Regions from separate parts of the Mus musculus genome. Here all the other regions are linked to region 3. A link is a contact called in public HiCAR-type and promoter capture Hi-C data. All regions are on one chromosome and are shown on one strand. The core of a region is the stretch at or near the end of the contact, and the rest is flanking DNA. Distances in the headings are between cores, read along the strand shown.

The links. Promoter capture Hi-C pulls out the DNA fragments that hold promoters and counts their contacts. HiCAR-type assays count read pairs that join an accessible place to other places.
Region 1: a contact with region 3 is called in a promoter capture Hi-C map of hippocampal neurons, with 3 times the contacts expected there. The contact joins the promoter of Ppa2 here to the promoter of Manba in region 3. A contact is called at or near these places in 3 of 39 promoter capture datasets (hippocampal neurons, liver and pre-B cells) and 1 of 115 datasets of contacts at active chromatin or transcription factors (astrocytes).
Region 2: a HiCAR-type map of astrocytes shows a contact between it and region 3, with 5 times the contacts expected there. The contact joins the promoter of Dnajb14 here to the promoter of Manba in region 3. A contact is called at or near these places in 1 of 39 promoter capture datasets (stem cell-derived epiblast-like cells) and 2 of 115 datasets of contacts at active chromatin or transcription factors (astrocytes and pro-B cells).

What each region holds. Positions count from the first base shown.
Region 1 is chr3:133,308,595-133,313,354 of GRCm38.p6, forward strand. Ppa2 (pyrophosphatase (inorganic) 2) reads left to right here and starts at 1,516. Exons shown (of 12, transcript NM_146141.2): 1 at 1,516-1,687. The coding sequence starts at 1,546.
Region 2 is chr3:137,864,811-137,869,452 of GRCm38.p6, forward strand. It overlaps Dnajb14 (DnaJ heat shock protein family (Hsp40) member B14), which reads left to right and starts at 2,865. Exons shown (of 8, transcript NM_001033155.1): 1 at 2,865-3,246. The coding sequence starts at 3,114. H2az1 (H2A.Z variant histone 1) reads left to right here. Exons shown (of 5, transcript NM_016750.3): 2 at 323-400; 3 at 710-823; 4 at 1,201-1,330; 5 at 1,576-2,112. The coding sequence ends at 1,637.
Region 3 is chr3:135,483,617-135,488,506 of GRCm38.p6, forward strand. Manba (mannosidase, beta A, lysosomal) reads left to right here and starts at 1,995. Exons shown (of 17, transcript NM_027288.3): 1 at 1,995-2,241. The coding sequence starts at 2,065. It overlaps Gm30992 (a long non-coding RNA gene), which reads right to left and starts at 1,985. Exons shown (of 3, transcript XR_376111.4): 1 at 1,494-1,985; 2 at 346-380.

The DNA.
Region 1 (4,760 bases), core at 266-2,765, 2.2 Mb before region 3:
TACACTTCCTCCAACAAGACCACACCTCCTAATAGTGCCACTCCCTATGTAATTCAAACACATAAGTCTATGGGGGCCTTACCTATTCAAACCCCCACACTTGCTACATGATAGTGACAGATGTCCACAGAGGAAATTCAGCGAGTTAGGTTCCAAATGTCTACATTTGAAATGGACAACTATTGTTGAATAAATATCTTCAGAAATTTGTATTTTAAAATTAACCAGTAAGCCAACTTTGTTCTCATAACATGTATTGTATATTCGGTTTTGATCCACAGGTATTTCAGTAAATTATAGAAAATGAAAGATGAGATTTTATATGTTCAAAATCAAGCCATTTCTTTTTAATGCCATAAAGTAATATGTTCCTAAATCACATACCCGGAATTTGATGCTAATTTTAAGAATCTAGACTATTAGACAGCCCAGAACCTTGTTTCAGTAGGAATTTCTTTCTCAAATATCCAATATTTGAAGTTTAGGTGAAATTTTAAGCTTTCTTTTTTTAACATAGGCAGAATCATATAAATCAATGAAATAAACGCAGGAAGGAAATGTTTCCATTTTTTATAGGACAACTTAGCTTGCAACTCCGCCTAATCATGTTGACGTGTTACAAAGCCACTAATGTCAAAATTTTTTAGAGACTAGGCTAAGCAATGTCTAAGTGGCTAGTGGCACCTCTAAGAGATCCTTTCTGAAACCTGGGTAAAACCAGTTTGGGTTTTAACTGTCACAATTTAGATGCAGAAAGAACCCAGTAGGTGAGGATGTGAGCCTTGCTCACAGTTGGAGCAGAAACTGGTAGAGGTCCGGAAGACCATTCCAGTGAGGTCTTCCCAATCAACTGGTCTACAGAAAAGGGCAATGGTTGGTTCCTTCCTTAGAACCACAGCTCCCGTTGTTACTGGACCAGACTGCAAAGACTGCTGTTGTAACTAGTTGTGGCCACCGGACCAGACAGAAATACTTGTGAAGTATGCAATTGCAGAGAAGTTAAAAGTTACCTGTACTTGGGTTAAATATTAAAGGGCCTTATGGAGGAAGTGGCGTTTGAGGGAATTACAGATTTAGGATAAATCTGTGTCAGATGTCTTCACAAGGACGCTCGATCATTATACATTATAGTCGTGTGTGTGTGTGTGTGTGTGTGTGTATGTGTGTGCGCGCGCGCGCGCGTGTGTGTACACTCCCTCCTTCCGGCTTGGATGTTCCTTTAGAAATTTCTGGAGGTATGCATGCAACCAAGTGCTACATTAATGTAATCAAAGTCTGACCGCAGACACTGACAGTGTGTGAGTGGGTGCGTGGTGGTGAATTCCTGGGGCTTCTAAGGTCCTTGTCTTGATGGTCTTCGGCCTCTGAGGGCTTGTGGAGCAAAGTGGAGAGGTAGGTGGCCCCAGGAATGCAGAAGAGGGTGGGACTTGATGCCACTTGAGGCCGACCGCGGGGAGGCAGTGCGGGCTCCGGGCGGCAGGGGGCGCCGTCGAGCGGCCGCGCCGGGCCCAGCACCGACCCTGCGGTTCTCGCAGACCGTCCGCCATGCGCGCGCTGCTGCCGCTGCTGAGCGTCGGCCGAGGGTGGCGCGTGGGGGCCGCCGCCCGCCCTCCGCGCCGCGTCATGTCCCTGTACCGCACGGAGGAGCTGGGCCATCCCCGCTCGCAGGACTACCGCCTGTTCTTCAGTAAGTCGTTCGCCCAGCTCCGCGCCGGCCGGCGGAGGGGCCGCGGCGCCGTGCCCTGCCCTGCCTTGCTCTGCCCGGCCGGGTCCGCAGCCCGCGCCCAAGCCCGCTGCGGAGGGGACCGGTCTCGGTGCGCAGGGTGGCGCGGGGCCAACCGCCCTCTGCAGCGACCGCAGCCGGCCCGCGGCGCTGAGCTCCTCCCGCTGACCTCCGCGCCGTGGCCCGCCGCTCGCCCGCGCCGCCTCCTGGGCGCTGCTAAGCCCATCCGCCTCCGTACGGCCGCAGAACTTTGGGGACCGGGGTCTTCACTCCGAAAGCGAGTTTGCCTGCGACCGCGACCTTGCTGTCAGCGCAGGCGTACAGGCAGGGAGGAAGTGGGAGGAGAATGTGAGCCAGGCGCTGGGATAGGCTTGTGTGCACAACGCCATCACGAAACCTTTTGTTTGGTAAGGTTAACTTAAAAACAGCAACAGTCAACTGAGTTTTTAACCTAAAAGTTTGCACCCTGAATGCCATCCACAAGCAGGAGATTGGCCGGCGTTCTGGCGAGAATGTGGTGCCTTTTCTTGCCCTGTACGTTGAGCAAAACCTAGAAAGAGGGCCGTCTGGGCTGCCCTGGGCTGACGCCAAAGACAGAAAAGCTCCTGGCCACTTTCCTTTTTCTTTTCACTCTGTAGGTCTCGTTAACAATCGCGTGAAAATAGCCACGTAGATGGGTTGCTTTCAGGCCTCCTTTACTTAATACCAGGTAGCGGAGCGGTTGCAATGTCAAGGCTTGTGCACACCTCTTAGGAGGTTCCGCCCTGAAGAGGTGAAGCTAAATCTTGTTCCGAGACCCCCATGCTGGATGAGTGTCTTAACTTGCTAAGTATTAGAATTTTTTTCCCCTATAAGATAGGGCTGCAGAAGCGGCTATGTATGTTCAAAGAAGTCACCGGACTTATAGTATAACTTGAAATCATTAATAACTGTACTTTGATTTTTACAGTTACTTTTCTGGAGCTGAAGGTTGAAGATTATTTTGTGATAAAGGAGCAAACCTAGCTTAAACTCTTTTTTTTTTTTTTTTTTTGTATTATTTTGAGACAGGGCCTCACTGGGCAGCCCTGGGCAGCTTGGAACTCACAGTAGTACACCTCCCTCTGTCTCCTGGATTGAACACATGGGGCACTTCGAATGGCAAACTCTTGTCATTGTAATAAATCTTATAATAAATAGTTTCTTCACAATTAGTTTCTGTTTGCTCCTCTACAAGAGACCCTGTCTTGTTTCTTGTTGAGGCGAGATGGATTTAGGTCTTTTAAAAGAGGGTGTGTACACAACCGGATCCTGGGTAGACAACAGTCTCCAAACAAGAGCAACCATAAAAATAAAACAACAGAAGGAAGGGAAGCCCTTAATATGTGTGCTCATTTCTGAATGGGTTATATTCCCAAAGTTACAATGTAACAGCCACTGGGAGTGTTTTCCAGAAGAGATGCTGTTATATAATGGCAGAAAGCCCAAGCAGAAAAGCCTGTGGGTATAATACGGTGGACGTGTCTTGGGTTTTCAATAAGTGCAGTAATATGTCATGAATGTCTCCTATCAGAAACACAGTAGTCTTTCTACGGTGACAGAATTAATGGAATAACAGTAAATTGAGACGCTGCATGGGGTTTATGGAGCCCCACTTTACCCCTGACTACTGGCGCAGGCAAACACAGGTTCTTTGTGCACAGGTGCATGCCAGCAGTATGACGTCTTGATCCTTGGGTGCTGTTTATTGTATTTTTTGAGGCAGAGCGTGTCACTGATCTGGAGGTAGGTGAGGCTAGATGGCCAGGGGCCACCGAGATCTGTTGGTCTCTGCCTCCCCAGGACTGGGACAATAAGCATGCACCATCCTGCTTGGTTTTGTTACCTGGGTTCTGGGGAGCAAACTCACATCCTACTGCTTGCTTGCACAGCCAAGGGTTTTGCCAATTTAGTTATCTCCCCAGCTCAAACCAGGCTCTCGATTCCAATCTTAGTTACTGCTAACTCCAAGGTCACGCATACACACCCTGTGGTAAATACATCTCTATGTGTAGGTTACAGAATGGCTGCAGAAGAGTTAAAAGAGGCTGTAGCTGTTTTAGGGCTTCCCAGTGTCTATACAAAAAGGCAGAAACTGGCTGTTGCAGATGCAGAGAGAATCACTGCAGGTGTTTGTTCAAGGTGCTGGGAAATCAGATAAGTCAGAGGTTTGAACCAGGCCGAGAGCCACGGGGTCAGAGTTGAGCTGAGCTTCGTGGTTAAGTCAGGTTGTCCATGTGAAGGGTTGAGAGGGAGTGGGCCAGAAGAATTCTAGGAGGCTGCACCTGAAGCCCCAGGGACAGTGGGAGCTGTCTGTCTCCTGGTCAGGAGTGCTGGAAGGGAGCCCTGGATCCTCATCTCTTCTGACTTCTGTTCTGGAAGCCACCTATGAAGGAAGGTGTGATTGAAAGTCTGGTCCGGACATTAATCCATTCTGGATCTCTAGGTTTTCATTAAAAACAAAACAAAAATGAGTTATTTCTATTTCCCATTCTCTTCCCATCTTCTAAGAGATTAGAGACTGTTGGGGGGGGAACGGGAGGGGGAATGTCATTCTTCAAGGCCATTGAGGATGGATATACAGCTCTGTAGGGGCTCAATGAGGAAAAGCAATTTCCTCCTATCCAAAAGAATGAACCTTTGGCCCTGGGTGGAGATAAGACCTGCTGGTGTTCTCCAAAGATTAGAACATTATGTCAACTCCCATAAGAGTTAATCCATCTGGGCCTGTCAGTCACCTCGCCGAGACTGGCTGTCAGGGAGGCTGATGCGCCTAGCGCTATGCTAAGGAGATGGGAGGAATAATTATGCCCTTTATGTGTAATAAGGCTATTGTACTTATCCTTCCCAGACACCCTCACTCAGCATCGAAGCTTACAGAGCACTGCTGAGCCTGCCCACTTTTCTGAGTTACTTGGAAAACAGAGTTATTTCTTTTTTCCAGACTTTCTGAAGCTATCCCTCCCCCTCTCACCACGTGGCTGCTCACCAGCTATGGCTTTCTCTCTTCCTCTTCCCA
Region 2 (4,642 bases), core at 1,615-4,114, 2.4 Mb after region 3:
GGGGTCGGGACGAGCGGAGGGGAGGTGTTTTCGGAGCCCCGGAGCTCCAGGCGGGAGGCGACGGTTGGGGGGGCGCGCACGGCGCGGCTGGGAGCCGGCGCGGGGGCGCGCAGCCGCGGCGGGCTCGCGGCAGGGGTCGGCGGGGGAGAAGGGCGGGCGGGGGGCGAGCGGCGGCCCGGGGTCCCCGGCGGGGCGGGCGGCGGGCGGCCGAGCGCGCGCTCGCTCGCCTCCAGGACGCGCTGTGGTGGGGGAGGGGCGCGCCGCCTTGGTAATTCTATCTTCTCCGTCCCTCCCGGGCTCGCGGGCGTCGGCGGCGCCGCAGGCTGGCGGTAAGGCTGGAAAGGACTCCGGAAAGGCCAAGACAAAGGCGGTTTCCCGCTCGCAGCGAGCCGGCTTGCAGGTGGGTAGCAACTGCCGCAGTCGGGTGACCGGGCCTTTATGTTTGCACCCCCCTTGCTTGTTTGTCTGCACCCTCCATGGGTGTTCCATCTTAGCATGAGTGATGTGTCGCGACTTGGCCCTGCGGAGACAGTGAATACTGGGGTTTGGGGAGGGGGGGCGTCGGATCACATGTGTGTTAACTGGCGGGGCGCGTTGGTGCACCACCACCGTCCTTGGCTTTGGCGCGCACATCTTATCTTAACGAATTTCCTATCTTTGTGCATTTTTTTTCTTGTTTGTTCGTTTGTTTGTGTGCATAAAAATCAAGTTCCCTGTGGGCCGTATTCATCGACACCTGAAATCTAGGACAACCAGCCACGGACGTGTGGGCGCGACCGCCGCTGTGTACAGCGCAGCCATCCTGGAGTACCTCACCGCAGAGGTAAGCGGGAGTACGCCTGTGATCTGGAAAAGCTCTGGGGGGGCGGGGGAAAGTGGCGAGAGAGGAGGAAAGTGATGCAAGAAAACTCGCAGGCCCTAAGAGCGGCGCGCAGACCGAGGGAGCGCTAGAGGGAGCTCGCGTTCAGCCGAGGAGGCTGCTGGGCCAGAGTGTGCTGCTCCTGCAAATGCAATTGCGTGCCCCTTCGGGGTTTTTTGGGTGGTTTTTTTTTTTTTTTTGCATAATTCTGCATAATTTTATCATTCAGGTAGTAGGGAATGACAACAGTTGGTAAATAACACCATTGAGGTTCAAAGATCTTGATTGAAAGTAAGTTGGAATATTGATCATCAGATTTTTATTTATTTTTTGCCTTTTAGGTACTTGAGTTGGCAGGAAATGCGTCAAAAGACTTAAAGGTAAAGCGTATCACCCCTCGTCACTTGCAGCTTGCTATACGTGGAGATGAAGAATTGGATTCTCTGATCAAAGCTACCATTGCTGGTGGTGGTATGTCATCCCTAAACTCCTAACATTCTATTTAAGAAGAAAATTCCTACACTCCCATTGTTTCTAGAAGAGATTTCAGTACAGGGTGCTTTCATGGGGTTTGGCTTTCCACTTAGTTTTTGCTAAGATCATTGTTCATCCCTCAAGTTTTCACTTTGTATATGAATTTTACCTGCTTTGAGTTCATGTATTGTTTTTTTAAATGTTTATCCAGAAGGTAGACTTAATCTGTGTCCCTCTCCTAGGTGTCATCCCACACATCCACAAATCGCTGATCGGGAAGAAAGGACAACAGAAGACTGTTTAAGGATGCCTGGATTCCTTATTATCTCAGGACTCTAAATATTCCTAACAGCTGTCCAGTGTTGGTGATTCCAGTGGACTGTATCTCTGTGAAAAACACAATTTTGCCTTTTTGTAATTCTATTTGAGCAAGTTGGAGGCTTAATTAGCCTTCCAACCAACCAAATTTCTGCATTCGAGTCTTAACCATATTTAAGTGTTACTGTGGCTTCAAAGAAGCTATTGATTCTGAAGTAGTGGGTTTTGATTGAGTTGACTGTTTTTAAAAAACTGTTTGGATTTTAATTGTGATGCAGAAGTTATAGTAACAAGCATTTGGTTTTGTACAGACATTGTTTCCACTCTGGTGGATAAGCTCAATAAAGGTCATATCCCAAACTAGCTTTAAACTTGCTTAATAATCGGGACTTACCTTAGATCTCACTCAGCAACAAGTACATTCTCTGCTTACTAATTAAACAGTGCATCTGTAGTCATAACCCCGTGGTACTTTTGTTGTTTCTTTGTATCATATGACCTCTTAGGGTCTTAAAACTTGGGAAGAAGCTGGAGGTAACTGCTTTTGGCGTCCCCCCCCCCCCCAATTGACAGTTAACTAATGTGAAAGGGCCTGTATCCTAAGGTGGGACACAAGTACAGAGACCCTCAGGGTACAACGAAAGTACCTCCACCGAATGAACTTCGGATATAATTTGCTTTTAGTGACCAGACACAGGTGTGAAATGCTAGTCACATCTTGATTCATGCCAAGCATGTTCCATTATTATACATTGACCCCTTTCCCCTCCCTGAGCCTTAAGACATGTATCCTAATTCCTGGAGCAAATCAAACAGAATAGGAGGTGCTTAAGCAGCCTATGTGGATGAAAGAACTTCCTGCCTTACAGCTGCTTTAACCCAAAGAGCTGCATTGTACCTGCCAGGTGGCAGGTGGGTCAGATGTGCCGCTGAGAAGGGCTGGGGAACTGCGGGGGTTGGGGGTTCCAGGGCTTCCGATCCAAAGCAGGAAGCGCCTGTAGGACGAATCCATGCGGCAATCACTCCCTAACGGAGGCCCAGGGCTTCCCAAGACCTAAGGGCCAGGAGGCCTGGCCTCTGATCCTTGTGGATCTGGTCGTGAGGGTCCCTGTCCCCACCCCGGTGGCGCGGAAGGCGGGCTCCGGGCCACACCGGAGCCTAGGGGCCGGGGCGTCCGCGCTCCGCCAACCCACGGCCTCCCCGCCCTCCTCCCGGGTTACCGCGTCGGCTTTACGGTCCGCCAGGCCCGGGAGGGACGCGGCTGGCGCCGCTGCGGCCGCGGGGGGCGGGGAGGCGGCCGTGAGGAGGCGGAGCTGCGAGGCCGCCCGTCGCCGGGCCGCCGCCGCGGTGCCCGCTCCTCCCCGCGCCGTGCCGCGCCGTGCCCCGCCCGGCCGCCTCGCCTCCTCCGCGGCGGGCCCCCCTCGCAGCTGCGCGGCCGCGGACACCGAGGCAGGCGCGAGCCATGGAGGGCAACCGCGACGAGGCGGAGAAATGCGTGCAGATCGCTCGCGAGGCCCTGAGCGCCGGCAACCGCGACAAGGCCCAGCGCTTCCTCCAGAAGGCCGAGAAGCTGTACCCGCTGCCGGCCGCGCGCGGTGAGCCCCGGCCCCCGCCGTGACCCCGGCCCCCGCGCCCTGCGCCCCGCCGGCCGCGGCCGCTCCAGCACTCAGGGACACAGGCGGGGCGCTGTGGGGTGCTGGGTGACGGGTCCCCTCCCCAGATCAGCCTAGGCCCCTGTGAAGTGACAGGAGCGGGGACTCCAGCGGCTTCTCGGGCTTCACCATCCCCGGGTTCTGTAATTTGTCCGTTCCTTAAGCAAGTATCTTCGAATACCTTAGATGACACTGCTTTTCCCAGGGAGGAGAGAGCCCTTACAAGACAGCTCCACTTTCGAAAGGGATGGTGAAGTTATTGATGATTCCTAAATAGTGTCTGGTTTGATATGGCACCGTAAGTACCCGCAAGTTCGGTACATCGCTAAAGAGTAGGCTATGGACTTACCCTACTTTAATTCACCTTATTCATTGTCTAACTCTACAGTCAACACAACACTCACAAAGCGCCACGAGTTGTGCCTAGTATTTTATATGCCCCTCTTATTCCTCAGAAAAGTACCGTGTTATTTGACCATGTGCAGAAACTTTTGCCAAATGAATGAATGAATGAATGAAATGAATGAAAATACCTTGCCCAAGGTCGTATAGGAATGGGCAAAGTCATAATAGGCACTGAGTTTTAATCTCTACAAGGCCTTTACTACCGTTTTTTGGTTTTGTCTTTTTTTTTTTTTCCCATGCCCATAGGATGACATTTAACTGTTGTTGAAAGAATTTCCAGGTTAAGAGGATTAAGAGGAAACTTGATAAGCAGCCCCCTGTTTTAATTTATTGTTTTCTTAATTCTTTTTACATCGTTGAAGCCTTTTATCTCTGCTGATTTTCACTTTACCTTTTTGTTAGCATTGGGACAGGGCAGGAAAAGATAGTGAAAGAAAAGTTAATTGTAAAAAGTGTGAAATAAAAATTATCATTTTTAGGTGTACAGTTTAGTAGTGTTAAGTATTTTCATGCGTACCACAGGATCGGTATTTTTTTGTTTTTTATCTTACACCAGTTAAGTAACCCCCTGTACTCTCCTGTTTCCTGGTAGCTCCCTTGCTACTGTCCATTCTCATAGACTAGTCTAATTTGGTACCTGATCTATGTGAAATCGTACAGAATTTGACTTTGCATGTCTGCATTATCTATTTACTTACTAACTTCAGATTTCATCCATATTGCAACCCGCGACAGATTTCCTTTTTTAAAATTGCTGAACAGTATTCTATTATTTATATACCCATGTGCCTAGGTGTGGCTGTGCACATACACATTTAACATCACCTTTTCTTTTTGGAGGGTATTTATTTAGCGCGTTGCGTGCATGCGTGCGTGCAGAGGAATAGGTCTCTCCCCACATAGTGTAGAGATTGAGCACAGGTCTAAGCTTTGA
Region 3 (4,890 bases), core at 745-3,244:
ACTTGGCCTGGCAAAATGGTTCCCACAAAGAAAAGCGGCGAGCAGAAGAGCCATTCTGCCATAAAAGAAGTGATGACCAGAGAATGCGCCATTAGCATTCTCAAGCACACACACCGAAGTAGGCTTCAAGGAGCGTGCCCCTTGGGACATTTGCCATGAAGGAAATGGGAACTCCAGATGTTTACACTGATGCCGGGCTCAATGCTCCATCATATATTCATGTACGTTTGTCCAGAAAACATAATGAGGATGGGGACTCACCAAACAAATTCTACAAACTGTTAACTTACCTACCTGGTACCACATTCAGAAATCTATAGAAGGTCGGTGTGGATGAGAACTAACCTGCTGAATGCCGAATGAAGTTGCAGATCTGCCGACTAAACAAAAGACAACAAACAAACAAACAAACAAACAAAAAACAAGTGCTCTTAACCACTGAGTCACCTCTCCCGTCCAACCATTGTTACATTTTTGAAACAAGCTGGCTTCAAGGTCCCTATGTAGACAACGACAGTCTTGAACTCCTGATCCTCCTCCCTCTGTCTCCTAAGTGCCTTGATTCCAGGTTATAGCCAGTCACAGTGTCGTTAGACTTCAGGCTTACAGGTTGTGAGCCACTACCTGCACCTCCCTTCACCTGTCTTTTAAACAGTGTAACTTCAAACGCACAGAAAACACCAACTTCAACTTCCTTATGCTTGCTCTTCTGCCTTGAGACAGCTGAACTTTGTCCTCTGGGTACTGCTGTCCTTTCTGAAGCGTCTCTCAATGTCCTTGCTTAAGCTGTAGTAGATATATATATATATATATATTCCGAGTTTTGCTTCATGAGAAGAACCCAGGGGCCAATGAGATAGAGCAGCCGTTAAGGGGGAATGTCTCTAAGCCTGACACCCTAAGTTCTAGCCCTGGGACTCCTCACAAGCTGTCTGCTGACTTCCACACGCTCGCTGTGGCAGGAACCCCCATTCAACTCCTCCATGAAATTAGTAAGTAAAATGTGGGGTGTTTTGTTTATTTAAAAGAAGATGAAGAACCCAGCCTGCGTCTCCGTCTCTGAAATTAGTGTCTGCATTGTTTTGTTTTGTTTTTTTCGAGACAGGGTTTCTCTGTGTAGACCTGGCTGTCCTGAAACTCACTTTGTAGACCAGGCTGGCCTCGAACTCAGAAATCCGCCTGCCTCTGCCTCCCAAGTGCTGGGCTTAAAGGCGTATGCCACCACGGCCCGGCTAAGCGTCTGCATTCTTTTTTTTTTTTTTTTTTTTTTTGACAGGGTTTCTCTGTGTAGCCCTGGCTATCCTGGAACTCACTTTGTTCGAGGAGGCTGGCCTCGAACTCAAAAATACGCCTGCCTCTGCCTCCCAAGTGCTGGGATTAGAGGCGTGCGCCAGCACGCTTGGCATCTGCATTCTTTTAAATTCAGGGAATGGGAATTCTGTTGCTTGTTCAGTCCCACAACTCAACAGTGAAGGAGGGAATTTCAGACTCACCTGTAACACTAACGCAGTTTCATAGGAACCTCAGAAGCAGCTCCATGATGTAGCCACCACTAACAGGGAGCACATGGCGCCTCTCAGTCAACAGTTGAAGCAACCCTACGAGTTTATAGTTAGCACTGTTTAGTCCCAGCAGGTCGCGTATTGAGGGAGCGTTCAGCCTGACAAATCCTGGGGCCGGGGGACCATGTACAATCTGCTGGTCAGGCGTGGTAGGAGCTGTCCCCGGGCAGAGCCTGCGTACTATTGTGGACGCGCACCTGTCGTCTCCCAAATGGTCAGACTCTGCTTTCCAGACTTTTCTGTCGCTTTTCATCATTCGGATGAGCGCCCCACTTACAGGATCGAGCTGGAGCGAGAAGCCCAGCTCACAGGTCGCAGAGACCCTGGCCCTGGGCGGTGCTTGTACCCGCGTGGCGGGTCCCGGCTTCAGTTCCTCCCTGCAGGGCTGCGGGAAGCGCTCAGCTGACCTGGGGGCGGGTCCGTGCTCGGGGCGGGGACACAGCGTCCAGGCCTTGGCAAGGCTTGGGCGACACTGCCGGGTTCCTGCTTGCGAGCGGTCAGCATGCATCTTCACCTGCTCTTGATATTGGCGCTATTTCGGGCCGGCTGCGTGGTGGCAGGTCCTAGCTACAGCCTGAGCGGGAGCTGGCGGGTGAGCAACGGGAATGGCTCCCTGGAGCTACCGGCGACTGTCCCCGGCTATGTGCACAGCGCCCTGCACCAGCACGGGCTGATCCAGGTAGGACGCACAGTCACCCCCCACACCCCCCATGCGGGTCCAGGTCAGTAGGTGCAGCTGTGGGCAGTTGGGGGAATGGCCTGGGAGTTCAGGCCAGTTGTGGACACTGACCCTCCCTCGCTGGGTCTTCAGTGACCTTGGAAGGCGGAAGTTGTGTATATGAAACAAACGGTATGTCTGCTGTCTACTTATTGTGGTGATTCTCTGCTCAAGCATTTCCTAAGAGGACTTACCTTTCTCCCTCCGGACAGGGTTACTGTTGCAATCATCTGGATGCTTGTAGCTTTTAGTTAATCAAAGTTCGCCGACCCTAGGATGTCCGGGTTTTCTTTTTCTGCTTTGAAGCCTCGTGCGTCAGGTTTGAAATAAACACAAGGGATTGGGGAGAGCACTAGTAAAGTTTGGTTGTTGATGCTAATGAGGAGCCTAAATATTTGGGAGGGGAGTGTGTGCAAGTGTGTGTGTGGTGTGTGTGTGTGTGTGTGTGTGTGTGTGTGAGAGAGAGAGAGAGAGAGAGAGAGAGAGAGACCCAGAACCATGAGTATACTAAGCACACATTGTACCACCACCGAACTACACCCCAATCCTAAAGCCTGAATACCGTGCTGACATTTTTTTTTTAAATGAGAGTCTGTCATCCAACAGTGTGGTAGGTTTCTTTATGATAGTTTCATGTGAGTGCACCATGTTCTCTGCCCATATTCACTTTTTACTGGGTCTTGCCACCACGTGATCCCTCCCTCGTTCAAGGAGTTTCTTTCCATTATGGTGTCCTATATACGTACACTTATGAATACATATATTTACATCTAGAGTCAACATGAGTAAAAACATGCCATATCTTGTTTTCATTCTCATTTGTCTTATGTTGTTGTTTTGTTACCAATTTTTATTGTCTTCATTATCCTTACCTTCTTTTTTTTTTCTGGCTTTTGAGACAGGATCCCATGTAGTTCAGGCTGACCTTGAATTCCCAATGTAACTGAGGACCACCTGAACTCCTGATCCTCCTGCCTCCTCCTCCCATGTGCTGGAGATATAAGTGTTTACCATCATGCACAGCCTAATTACATCATTTTTCCTATGGAAAATGTGTGTGTGTGTGTGTGTGTGTGTGTGTGTGTGTGTGTGTGTGTGTGATTTTCTTTAACCATTTGTCTGTTAGTGGGCATCTGGGCTGATTCCATCACTTGGCTATCATGCCGCAACCAAATGGCTACACAGATATTTCTGCACTATGCTGTCCTAGGATCCTTCAGGTATCGGAAGGAGTGGTGCAGCTGTTATGGGGGAGGGGGGGGCTTATTCCTAGTGGTTCTTTTTATTGCTATTGTTTTTGAGACAGAGTTGTTTTTGTTTTGTATTCTTTGTTAATTTGCCTTGTTTGCTTTTTTTTTTTTCAAGACAGGGTTTCTCTGTGTAGCCCTGGCAGGCTGGCTTCAAACTTCACAAGTTTCTGCCTTCCGAGTGCTAGGATTAAAGGCTTGAGCTACTAATACAGGTTGAGTGTCACCATTTTTAATGGTTTGAGGAACATCCATGCTGAACTACATAGTAAGCCTGCATAATTGTGTGTGTGTGTGTGTGTGTGTGTGTGTGTGTGTGTGTGTGTGATCCAGAGGTTGGTGTTGACTGTCATCAGTCATATTTACCTTATTTATTGAGTCCGGGACTTTCACTGAACCCCAAGCTCAGTGAATGCCTAGACGAGTTAGCCACAGTCTCCACTCTCCCATTGCCAGGATTACAGTGGAATCTCAACCCGGGCCCTCCTTGAGGACAAGCACTTCACCAGCTGAACCACGTCCCCAGGACGTTTGCCTGCACAATTTTGAAAGCTTTCTAAGTGACCAAGCCAGCTCAATCAGTCAACCGGGTCTCAAGGGAGGGAGTGAGGATTGAAAAAGAAAAAGCAATTAGACAAAATGATAACCCGACCCCAGCCAGTGCTGAGGCTGAAGCAGCTTTAGTTTTCTGCAGCTTTTGTACCATTCTAGGTGCATCCAGACATCACGGTCAGCTCTTAGATCAAAGACAAAATAGTCAAGCAAAGTAGTAAACAAAACCCCCCATGCTCACTGTTTCTGATATTCTTATCTGAGCCTATTTCCTTGTCTGAGGCCAGATTCCTAGAAGTGGCACCAAAAGCTCTCACCAGCTAAGATATGAGTAAGTTCGAGATTCCTTTCTGGGAGCACTGGAGAACATGGCTGGTATCATACAGCAGCCGCCAGCTGACAGATGAAATTGCTTGTTTTTTGATGACAAGTTTCTCTGTATAGTCCCGGTTGTTCTGGAACTCACTTGGTAGAGCAGGCTGGCCTCAGACTCTCAGAGATCTGCCTGCTTCTGCCTCCTGTGTGCTGGTATTAAAGGGTCTCTGTGTGCTGGGATTAAGGGGGTACCACCACTGTTTGCTCAGAGTTGAAATTCTAACCCAGGCTGGCCTTGACCCCTTAGCCTAGAGTCTGTACTATTTGCTAGAATTAGGGCATTTAAACAATCTTTCTTCCTTCCTTCCTTCCTTCCTTCCTTCCTTCCTTCCTTCCTTCCTTCCTTCCTTCCTTTCTCTCTCTCTCTTTCTTTCTTTCTTTCCTCCTTTCTTGCTTTCTTCCTTTCTTGACTTGAGGCAGTATCTCATAAAGTTGC